2 separate regions of the Drosophila melanogaster genome follow, and region 1 is linked to region 2. Evidence: chromatin contacts called from public Hi-C data. All regions are on one chromosome and are shown on one strand. The core of a region is the stretch at or near the end of the contact, and the rest is flanking DNA. Distances in the headings are between cores, read along the strand shown.

What was found. A called contact is a pair of places that touch in the nucleus more often than the background predicts.
Region 1: a contact with region 2 is called in a Hi-C map of the Kc167 cell line, with 1.7 times the contacts expected there. A contact is called at or near these places in 4 of 107 Hi-C or Micro-C datasets (the Kc167 cell line, the Ras3 cell line and wing imaginal disc).

What each region holds. Positions count from the first base shown.
Region 1 is chr3L:1,919,607-1,925,370 of dm6, forward strand. It overlaps Dbx, which reads left to right and starts at 1,701. Exons shown (of 5, transcript NM_139420.4): 1 at 1,701-2,325; 2 at 4,667-5,371; 3 at 5,649-5,753. The coding sequence starts at 1,809.
Region 2 is chr3L:1,697,892-1,704,388 of dm6, forward strand. It overlaps CG13931, which reads right to left and starts at 4,516. Exons shown (of 2, transcript NM_001274345.1): 1 at 4,403-4,516; 2 at 3,065-4,013. The coding sequence starts at 4,411. The coding sequence ends at 3,504. CG7991 reads left to right here. Exons shown (of 4, transcript NM_139392.2): 2 at 756-812.

The DNA of each region.
Region 1 (5,764 bases), core at 451-2,950, 220 kb after region 2:
TGTCAAAAAGCAGCAGTGACAATGCCAGATGGATCCAAATCCAGAATCTCGAAAGCCGGAGGAAGCTGCACATTCAGCCCACTTATCAAATAATTGTCCTCATATTATGGCGACTACAAAGAGAGATGGAGATAGCGGCTAGGAGAGAGAGAGAGAGAGAGAGAGCGGAGCCGGGGAAATAGTAGAAAATGGAAAATACTCAGCTTCAGCTTCAGCTTCAGTGTCGGTGGCAAATAAAAATGTAAGGACTCTTGAGCGCACACAGACACACACACCACGGGCGGAATCCTTTGCATAAATGATGATGGTATGATGAGAACTTTTAATCATTATTATCACATATTTATACGCTTATATGAGCATGTTTTATGTACTCGCTGCCAGCAGAAGCGGTGGGTGAAGTGGAAATCCTGACGTCCTGGCTGCACGGATACGGGGTAATCCTTTGAGGCGTGCTCCATATGAAAGCAAAAAGCCACAAATGGCAGCGCAAAACAATCTGAGCTGGGGCCTTTGTTATCCTTGTACTTCTTCCTATTGTCGAGGGCACTTCTCCTCCTTTCAGCTCCTTTCAGCATTCTGATGGGAATCGCATTCGAGTGAGGCCACGCCCCTTCGGCGGGCAGGACTCCTTGGGACCCCAGCGCCTGGCACACAGGGGTTGCTCCGTGCTCTCGCCCTCTCTCTCTTTCTGCTCGCACACAATAGAGGCCAAAAGGACACACACATCCTTGCCGCATTCTGCTGTTTATCTAGCTCCTAAGCTTACATAACCGCTGCTCAGCCATTTTCGCATTTACCACGCTTTCGACGCTGAGTAAATAAGTCATCATTGTCGATAAACTCGATTGTCGTCATCAACGGCGACGAGGACAACTAATTTGCGGTCATAATAAAAGTTAATCTACTGACTCCTTGGCCGCTTGTCGGAATTTTTTTTGCTTCCCATGTCTGCAACAAATTGCTCGCACAAATTCAAAAGTCTATGGATGTAGAAGTCCAGTTCAAATAATGTAACTAAATGCCATTACTCTATATCATCAAACTTTGTACATTATTGGGAAAAGTTATTTGTTGAAAGGATCCTTTACGTTAATCAAACATGTGAAACATATTTTCTTTGCCTATGTAATGCTTAGCTTAAACCAGTTGAGAATTATAATAGAAATTGTAGTATAAAAACAAAATAAAATATTTTGTTTCCAGTATAAAATTACATATTTTATATTATAATTAAATGTAAATTAAATGTATTCTAACAATGCGCCCCACTGTGCGGCACCGTGGAATGGCAGCTCAAATTTAATAAGATCGAGCCAAATTCAGTTCAAGGCAGCAAGTGGCAAAGGCAACAAAACAAGAAAATTAAATTTTTATTGTTTTCACGCAAATAAAATCAAATAAAAAGCGAACAACAATAACGAGCAGGCAAAGGCTAAACAGGACACTCACGCACGCACACACACACACTTACGCACGCATACGCTCTCGCAAGGAGAGCGAAACAGAGAGAGGAAGAGAGAGAGAGAGCAGGATGTACATAAGGACTAAGCATCACGTGCCGCACAGACGGCACTTCTACTGGGCAGGAGAAGCGGACCAACCAACGACGAGCAACCCCGTAATCGCACTCCTGGGCACCCGGATGCTGCGTCCTGCGCCTGCCAGGACATTCTGCCAACCGAGTTCAGTTCGAATTGAGCACTCGACGCGAACGCGACAACTGGCGGATACAGACGAGAACTGAATCGGTACGTGTACGGATACTAGAGACTACGGAAATATAGAGCAGCCAGCTCCGTCGCGTTATGTCTACGGCCTTCCTCGTGGACAGTCTCCTGCACGCCCAGCAGACCTACACGGAAAGCCAGCTGAAGTCCAGCCTGAGCGAGATGCTCCTATCGCGTCGGTCGGCCACGGGAACGGATGCCGCGGATCCGGCTGACCAGCCCACCGAGTCCTGTGGCTGCTCCAAGTTGCGCGGCTACAAGTGTGATAAGTGCCGCGAAATCCGTGCCGAGAGTGTAGAAAGCATCGAGGAGATGGACGAGGACGATGGTTCCTCCTCGGCGGACGAAATAGTCGCCGATATTGGCAGTGTCGAGGGCGAGGAGCCGCACATGGACCTGGACGAGGAGCTGGAAGAGGAGCTGGCCGACGTGGACGAGCCCGTGTCAATCAAATTGCCCAAGGTGGAGCCCAAGGAGACCAGCATGCCGACCGTCGGCAACACCATCCTCAAGGATACCAACAGCAAGCCCATTCTCAAGTTCAGTGTCAGCGCGATCCTTGGCGACACCCGGGAAGGAGTCCGTGTCAGAAATGGTAAGACATGGTTGGCAACTAGCAATTTTAGCTTAGTAGTATGCCTTGAGGTGCTGATGATCTTTGCTTCTCTTTCAATGTTGTTTTCACTGGAACCCCTAAGATTAAATTTTGTAATTACCTTGGGCCCCTCCAATTCTGAAGTCGATGAGATAGTTTCCTCCAATTAGGTTTACGCCGCGGGCTGCTTCAAAGAATGTTATAAAAAGGCTTGGCAATTAATTTGTCGTGGCTAATGCCGAATAAAAACAAAATACCGAACACAATTGCAATATGAAAAGCCAAAAGAATAACAAATCTGGCCCAAAAGTTTACGCAGACTCCTCGCGAGGGTAGAACGCAAAGTACTGGTACTTCGCAGTTGCTTTAGTTTTTACGCCGCGACTTTATTGTGTGTTGGCCTAAGTCCTCGGGGCGTTTCACCGCTGATCCTGCAGGCTGTAAAAACACAGCCAGGCCTAATCATGTTTAAATTATTGAGCCAAGCCCCTGAGCACAAAGCCGCATAACCAGTTCGTCCCATCCACATCCGCACTTCCGCACTTCCGCCAGGATCTGCATGGGATATGGTGCGAAGGATCTGCATGGGATATGGTGCGAAGGATCCTCTGCCGCGTGCTGCTTACAACGGGGGATGAGAATGAGAATGGGAATCCCTATGCCAGATAGGACATGGAAAAGGTCCTGGGGGCGGGGGACAGAAGGTAGGCGTAACCAATTGGCCATCAGTCAATGTAACAGCTCTGCCTTGGCCGTTTTTTAGTTGTATTGTTCTCTTGTATTTCTGGGGATTGTGGGATTTAATTGTCATGTGATTATGGCATCGCGGCTTACTTTCCATATTAATGAGTGGGCAGGACCTTTCGATTTCCCGTATTTTATCACTATTTTTTATGAGATTTTATTGGCGATATTTTGGGGTTAAATCGTACTGTTTTTTATGATCAAAGCGTGGCAAAAAATTTAGAAATGGTACGAAATATGACTATTATTAGGTATTATATTAGAACCAGAATAGCATAAGTAACTTTTAATGTCTTAATAACGCAGCCATTAGGTATCCCCTCCACACACACACACACTTTCTAACTTATTCTGTCCATTAATCTCCTCCGCATATTCCAACTAATTGCCATCACATTTCAATCAATAATCCACTTAGCACATTTTCCCCTCGAAATGTGAACGGCTTTTTGCCCAAGAGTATGCCACAAATGAACTTTTTTGCAGGGCCATAAACCAATAAGTCGAAAAACTTGCCACATTTTGGGAGCACAGATGCAGATACAGAAAAGTCGGTAAACCGCCGACGAACAAAACAAACAAAAGCGAACAATTATAACTTAATTTGTGCGCTCATTAGGCACACATGTGCCACACACACACACACACACACATTCCTACACTCCTACACACACAAGGACAATCAAGGATGCCATATGGAAATGGAAATTTTCGGTGCTCCGCAGAGCAAAATGCCGTTGGCCACAGGAGTCAAAAGCATCGGATTGAACGCGCACACAATGTCGAAACTAAAGAGGCGTTAATTCGTTAATTGTTTCAGTTCTCTAATCGAATTAAAATCATATCCTGGATATCCTGCAGCCACTGCCAGCCTGTCAGGCTGAGCGGGGGCGGGGCAAATCAAAATGGGGAGAAGCCGCCATGGCGGCTGCCTTTTTGGGGTGTTTAATTAGAAAATGAAATGCAGCCACGCAGGGGTCCAAGGGCGAGATTCCATCCCCCGATATCCTTCCCATACAAATGGGGATGCAGCATATCCTTCAAAGGCGCCAAACTTTGCTCTCAAGGTGCGAGCTCCTGTGTCTGTCTGTCTGCCTGTCTGTCTCTATGTCTGTGTGTGCGTAAAGTCCTTTATCCCGGGGATCTTGTGTTTGCTTTAATTATGCCAACTTCACACTGACACTTCAAAGCAGATTTCATTTCCCATTGTCTGCGCCGGCGTGTGTGTGAGTGTGTGTGTGTGGTGATGGGGGGTGGCATTCGGGGGCCATGGCGCCTGTCTGGAAATTCGCAAGACAGCACATAACGCGCTTCAACGACTCCTTGAGAATGAGCCAAGTCTCGGGGCACGATAACGACTTTGGCAGATTGTTTTCAAGGCTGACAATCTGACACTTCAAAGTGGTTTTAAGCACAGAAGACTGAGAATTAATTAGCATACAACCAATGTTAAGTTGAAGGGATACATCAAGTTACTATAATTTCCTTTATTAAGTTTGATTAAATGCTAATCTCTAGTTTTTCCAAGTGCCTCCATTTTGGACAGCGCTTTAGTGACTCACTCGCCACTAATGGTGCCGCCACTTCTTCTCCACAGAGTTCATGCAACCGCAGCATATATGGCCTTATCTGCAGCAAAACTTCATGCAGCAGCACTCGCATCAATATCAGCAACACCATCAGCAGCAGCAGCCGCATTCCCACCCGCAACACCAGCCGCTGGCAGTGCCAGGACATCAGCACTCGCATCCGCATTCGCATCACCATCATCATCACCATCCGGGGGCGGGGCACGCCCACTTTCCGCATCCCGCATTTCTAACGCATCAACTGCCGCCGCATCAGCATCACCAGCAGCAGCAGCATGTACAGCAGCAACATCCCGGCAATAGTTGTCAACCGCAAACCGCATCCTCGTCGTCGTCACCTGGCAGCACAATTAGTGATAGCGACAACAATCACGGCGCATCGACTGCCAATGGCAATGGCAGTGGCACTGGCAATTCTGGCCAGGATGCTCGACCGCACGAGCTGGCGAATTCAAATCCCGACGAGGATAGCAGCGCCAGTCGAAGATTAACGCAAGACAAGCAACAGCAGCAGCAGTTGCTGGGCGCCGGAGGAACAGGAGGAGGAGGTGGTGGTGGCCATGGCCATGGACACCCGACGCCGCCGCCACCGCCTCCTCCGCCGGTGATTGCCAAGCCCATGCCCAGCCGCCCCACGCCCTTCCTGCCGCACACCCTCAACCACCCGCACCTTCACTCGTTGCTGGCGCACTGTCGCAATCCCTACATGAGTGGTAAGATATTCCAAAAGGATTGCTATTAAAATTATTTTATACATATAAAATGGATTTCTTCAAAAATATAGTAAATATATCCTTAGAATAATCTAATAGATTCAATTTCTCAAATTCAAGAGTTAATTTCCAAGTGTAATGCCCCTAATGGTCGAATATATCAAATGTCACATCCCCAACCAGAGTCCACAGCCACCCGCTGTGCCCATTAACAAGTGTTTTGGTCTAATGCATTTCCTCTTTCCTCTTCCCCTCCCTCCATCGGCAACAATTGCAGTTGGCGCCCAAGTGTTCCCCCTGCCTCCTGGCCAGGGATTCCCCTGGGCCCATTCGACGCGTGGCAAGCCTCGCCGTGGAATGATGCGGCGTGCCGTCTTCTCAGGTGCGTAGTTG
Region 2 (6,497 bases), core at 3,266-5,765:
ATCATGAAATCAAAAAGTTTGCCACAACTTCTACTTCTGGTTGGTTGCCGCTTCTTTTTGATTGGTGCCAGGACCCCACACCCGATGATTACACTGGCAGAAAAGTCTACTATCTGGTTCGAACACAGATAGGCATGCTTGCGTATATATTCCTCTGTGTATCACCCATTTGGACTCCCTAAGCTTGCGTGTAATCGTGTGGGCCAAAGTGCTGGCCACACGGAAAACAAGAGGAGCCGGAGAAACGGTGGCAGGAGCAGGAGCAGGAGCATCGCTCAAAGGAGCAGAGTAATGCGTTTCCGGTTCCGGCGAGGCCTTCGTGACAGCAGCTCCTTGCTACTTGCTCCCGTTCTCCCCTCGTCCTGCTGCCAGTCAATTCAATAAAACTTGTGTCCATTTCATTTAAAATTCTCTGTTCTATCTCTGTGGTGTGAGCTCCTGGCTGCTGGTCCTTGCTCGCAAATTAATGGTGTTAAAATTAGTGCCTCAGACGGAGTGGCTGCCCGCATCCTTGCCACGGAGCTGAAACTTTGCCATCTTGGCCCCAGCTTCTCCTCCGCTGGCAGCCTCTTCTATTTATTTAGTTGTCACTCTGTGGAAATTATGCCGCCTGTTCTGCCGGGCTGCTTGTGCTCCTGCGACACGTGTAACTGGATCCTGGTCCTTTTTCCCACCTGGCCGAAACTTTTCCACCTTAAAGTTTATACCTTGGACCAACTTTTTTCTAACTTCCCCCCTTCACTCCGTCGTTTCAGGTGCGATTCAGGAGCGTCGTTTTTTTGGCATCCTCCGTTCGGCGAAAAGGAAGGACGGTAAGTGGCTGCAGCGGATGCTGTTGAAATTAAGGTCCGATGGAGAACCGAATATTTCCCTAATGAAACCAATTAAGCAAACAGCAAAATGGCCCAAAATTGTGGTTGGAAAAATGAAAAATCAAAGGCTAGACGATGGGTAAACAAGGCGCAGAAAGGGTGAAAGTGGAAAAAGGACGCCGCAAGGATTGCCTCAATTACGAAATGAACACACAGGGAAAAGTTCGACGATTGACGGACTCTGGCAATTTAAATGTTGCTGATTGAAAAGAGCTTAAATCGGTTTAAAAGTTAATATAAAGGGATAGATAGTAGATTATGATAGGCAGATAGGAAAAGAGTTTATAGTAAAAATTAAACTAATCAGATTTTGCAGCTATTTTTAAGCCATTTATGTGAAATTGTATAAAAATGTTTCATCCTGGCTTCCATGTGGGATGTTCATTTATATAGATTGAAGTTTTTTCCCGGCCATGCAAAAGCCATTTGCCAAAATCAATACATTTATTTAGACCGCAGGCTGGAGAGTGAAAAGCAAATCAAATGCCAGCAAGCGACACAAAATGTATTTAGCATTGGGAGGCATTTGACGGAGCAGCCAAATATTGTTAAGGTAACTCAAATACCCAGACCGATTCCAATCCCATCCCATGCCAATCCAAGTCCCGGACTGCTCCTACTACCACTGCCTGTTTGGTTTTGGCCAAATCGTTTTACGCTTTGTTGCCGCCAGCCATTCTCTCAGCCAGGATGCAAATATGTGCAGAGGCTTAACGTATCCAATAAAGCCAGGAGAAGACGGACAAGGGGGGGGGGGCTTGGACTGGGATTGGCCAGAGCCGAGCCACTGATGGACAAATCCCTGCGGACTCAGCTCGTCATCAGTGGACATAAGCAGCTCAGCGACTCATACAGAGCAAAAAGGGATTTCGGCATTGAATAGCTCGAGTCTCTTAAATTGTCAGCCTTTCTGGAAAAACTTTGAAGATGGATATGAGACAAATTTACAATTATCTATACTTCGTTAGATAATCTTGCATTTTCCTACAACGTATCTAATCACTCAACTGATACATAGGTGTTCTATAAATCATGCTCAGTGAGTACCCAGATTTTCGCCGCGTGTAGTGGCTCTTTATCTAATCTGACCAGTTGAGTCCCAGCCTTTACCACGTGTCCGATGGATTGGATGTGGTCCGGGCCCAACAACTTCATCTGTGAGAGGTGGTGCGTGTGCGGGTTTAATTCGTTTCACTGCAACAATGTTGTGACGCGATTTATGCCGCTGCTCTTAAATGTCATTACCAGCTAAATACCTTTAAATGGCCCCCATCCATTTGGGCTGACCACTTGGCGCCAGCCGAAAGTGCGACCACTGGCCACCGAGCACCAACCACCGACCACCGACCACCCGTCGCGTGTCTTTATGGACTGGGATCCTCAGCGGATCGGGTTTTCCTCCTGCCGCGGCCAGACGCATTTATCATCCCGACCCGTGACGCGCTGTCGCCTTCAATTACACGCAAATTATTCTGCGCTCAGCGAAAGGCGGCACCTGTGCTTGCTTACCTGCTCTCGCATCTGGCGGGGAAATGCGGCATCTGCACTTGGTCATCTTCATTGGAGCCATCTGCTCTGCTGGCAGGGCGGCCTGCGATCAATCTGCCTTATGTCAAGTCCCGGCCATCCGATGCCAATCTGGTGCTCCAGTTTGGATGGCATCGCTGGCAGCGATTAGCCTGATTGATCAATGGGTGTTCGGCAATGGCGGATTAGAAAACCCACTCCAAGGTGGATGCTATCTATAGTGATCGAGATGCGTTTAAGTATCTTCTCTTGCAGACTCATGTATTGAACCATCTGAACAGGCATTTTTGCCATAACTTGGCCAAAAAATGTCCGATGGCTGAAATAATCACAGTTTCTTGCAGCTAATGATCGATACTAACTATCCTCATTCCGTTTTTGCAGACATTTAAAAATTAAATTTTTTCCAATTTTTGACTTTTTGATAAGGGGTTACATCACTATTTTTTTGAAAAAATTGACCAAAAATTAAAAGTTCAGTTTTGAATGCAGATCGATTTTTTATGTCAATACGAGCTCAAAAAGGTATTACATTCAATAATTGAACAAAAATTGCGCCAAATATGGCCAATTTGGGGAATTTCCTATGAGGCAACTAGGAAAATAAGGGGAAATCCTATAGGAAAATCTTAGTCCAACAATATAATTATAATATTATATAATATATTAAGTTTGGATTTTTTTGCTTAGCCTAATTAAGTTTTTGACTTTGCTGGGAACTATTCAAGCTGCAAGTCTTCTCTTCCCATATTAAGTTTTCCATTCACTTGCTTCAGCCATCGACACTCGTTTCCTTTAATTGTCCACTAAAATATGCCGCATGCCCCAGTCGAGAGGCAAGCAAATACTTCAAGTTTTTCCCAAGTGCGCGACTGGAGAAGGCAAGAAGTTAAGTACCACCCATTCCCAGCCGGCTTCCGAATCCTAATTAAACAATACAAATGCGAATCGGCAGCGAAAGACAAAGACACGGATTCCGGGGGATTGGAATTTGGACGATGCTGAGTCTTGAGCTGCGTCAGCGCATCCGTAGTGCAAATGCAAATCGCCGCTGGCAGGAATTTTATAATTAATCGGCGGGGATTTGCGCACACGTCTCTTTATTCACAACCAGCCATCCCTTAGGTCTACAAAGTCGTCCAGCTCCTCGGCGTAATCCTCGGCAGTTCCATCGCTTTGGCCGTGACGCGAGTAGTGATTGAAAATCATGTCTCTGGCCGCCGGAATCACTTTGCCGCTCTCGCATCCGTGCATGTCCTCGTATGTGATTTCGCCGTGTCCCATTCCTCCTATGCTGCCCATGTCGTAGCTACCGTGGGCTCCATGGCCAATGCCTCCTCCTCCTCCTACGCCGCCCTTGGCAATGCCACCACCGTGTGTGGAGAAGCCAAGCACTTTGTATACCGTTTGCTTTACACCTCCGCCGCCACCGCCACCATGTGATCCGTGTAGCACCTTGTACACGGTGTGAGTGTGGTGGTGCGTCTTCACCTTGACCGGCACGTGGATGATTAGGCGTCGGTGGCCCAGACGCCGCGCCTGCACTCCCGTCGCCACCAGCAGAAGCATTATGGCCAGCAGCTTGGCCGCCATGGAGGGACCACCAGATGACAGCTTTATTTTGGGTAAATCAATAGCGAGAGCGTTGAACAGGAATTACTATTTGAAACTAAATTATAGGAACTAAGGTGCAATTTCCGAAAACTGAAATCCATTTCGTGTTTTTTTTTTTAGGCGTTCAAATTAATAAGAACTTTCTGTTTGTTGGCAATTTTCAATCATTTGATTGAACACTTGGTGTGAATGCAAATTAAACTTTAATTAAATTTTAATTTAGTTTAATATGACCCGAATAAGCAATTAAAATTTGTTTTTCACTCTGCTTGAATTTATATTTTTTTTTATTAAATCGCACAAAACTGTTTTTAAGTAGATTTTAAATTGGTTTGATTTACTTTTTCGGTTTTTGTGCCGATCCAAATGGCCAGCTTAACTTGACTCACTTTGGACATTTAGCAGATGTAGATTTGGCTGATGTGGCTGCTGATTAAGCTGGTTAAGCAGGTCCTTAATTAATCCTTCAGTTCGTCCACTGCCACCGCCGAGTGGCGCGCGTTCGCTTTCAGCACTGTGTGGGCCGGCTGGAATCGATGGGGCTTTTATATGGATGCGGTAATCAGGTTCAGTGCACCATGCCGCATGTGGCGTACTTATGGGCTCCCCCTCACCCATCCCGTCCATCATTATCTTCCTCGGCGGTGGTGTCGATTGCATTGCAGCCTCCACGGAGCCGCAACATTTGCATGTGCAGCGCCGCAGCACAGTGGCGTCCGAGTTACGTGTGCCTAATTATTGCTTACAGCTTGTTGCTTGCCGGCACACTGAGAGAAACAAGGTTGTTTTTCAAGATATACAATATTTAAAGTAATGAAGGTGTCAGTATCTTAATTTGCTTCTCAGCAATCAATATCTTAAGAAAAGTTTTCATGCATAACAAAGTTATAACATTAGATAAGTGAGAACCAATCGTGCAGTATTTTCTCGCAGTGCAGGCCCAAAAGCATGGGGCGCGGTCGCTGCTCGGCGAAGCGTTTCGGGTATTTTGCGCCAAGAAAACAATTTTCGCCACAGCATCTCTGCTCCATGGGAGCCCCTTAAATCGGGGAATAGGAGAATCGGCGGATCGGAAGCGGCGTTTTGGTGACTGGCTCTGGGAGCCGGCGAAACGGAATTACCATTGCCATTCATGGAATCTCACATACGCCGGCGCTCGTCTTTAATCCAACCCAATCCAATTCATTCCGATGCAATGCCATCATGCCATCCCACCTCATCCCTATAATCAATATAATCGGGCGAGCATTTCGCGCTTTGTTCAACATTTTATGCAACGCCGCGAAATGCGGAAAAGACATAGATTCGCGCGTGTTTTCCACTTAACATTATTACTTTAATTACCCGACGAGCATGCGATAGGTGGCCAGGGGCCAGTATCGGATTCGCTGCGTATTAAATATGCATTTCATTAGCATTTGCCGGCGATCGGTTTCATTTACATACGTAACTTGGACAATGGCTCACCCAGTTTACGTGGCGTATGCGTAACGTGTCGTTAGGAAAACGAAAGACTTTCCTTTTCACTGCCTATTTCGTGAGTAAAAAGGAAAAATAACAACACATTACCTTTAAAATAAAGGAATAATGTGCCTGCCAATTTTTTATGAGATTTAGTTTAGTGCCTTGCACTTTTCATTCAACAAACTTATATGCCAATAAATCGCAAGCTTAGATCAATTAAACATTATTTTCGCTGCCCAGCGAGGACCATAAAAAGATTAGCATTTTACGACTTTTGCCAATTAATTGGAATTTCACCCATTGCTTTGCCTCGGTAACTACAACTATAGTATAGTAGATATAGTGCAGTAGATATGTGGAATTCACATGCCTTCGCCTCATTAAATGGATTTAATATCGCGCGCAGAATGTGCACTCGTAAAAAGCCGGAGCACACTTACGCAGCGGAATGAAAGTCCGGAGGAGGCAGAAGCACTGCCGCCCACCCGGCATATGGCTAATGAAACGTGGCCCAAAGTTCGTCCGTCGGGCAGATAAACTGCAGTAATAAGTAAGCTCCGAAATGCGTTGTGCAAAACGGGCGCCATGAATTCCATAACTTTATGGCAATGGCCCACTCTAATTGTCCCGAAAGAGGGTCGCTCCACGAGATTGTGGATGGTGGATGGGGGCACAAAGATGCCCCCGAAATGCCTGTGCCACCTTCACCTCTTTACCTTTTTGTGAGCTGGTTAGGGTATGCGCGGCACTTCGACATTTGCCAAAGATCTAGGAGAATTCGTACTATTTTTAAGCAAGTCATTTGATTAGGAACTCATTTAATTGTGACTTCTTCGAATGTCTCTGATTGCACTATCAGTGATTGGATTAAAATTGCAATTACGCCTGGGAAAGCAATATATATATATAGGAAAGGGTAATCTCAGTGCTACCTACTCAATGCCACTTGTTTGCCCGGCGTAGTAATAATTTTGATCAAACTTTTATAAGCGGCGTCATCATCAACCTGCGTGTGTCAGG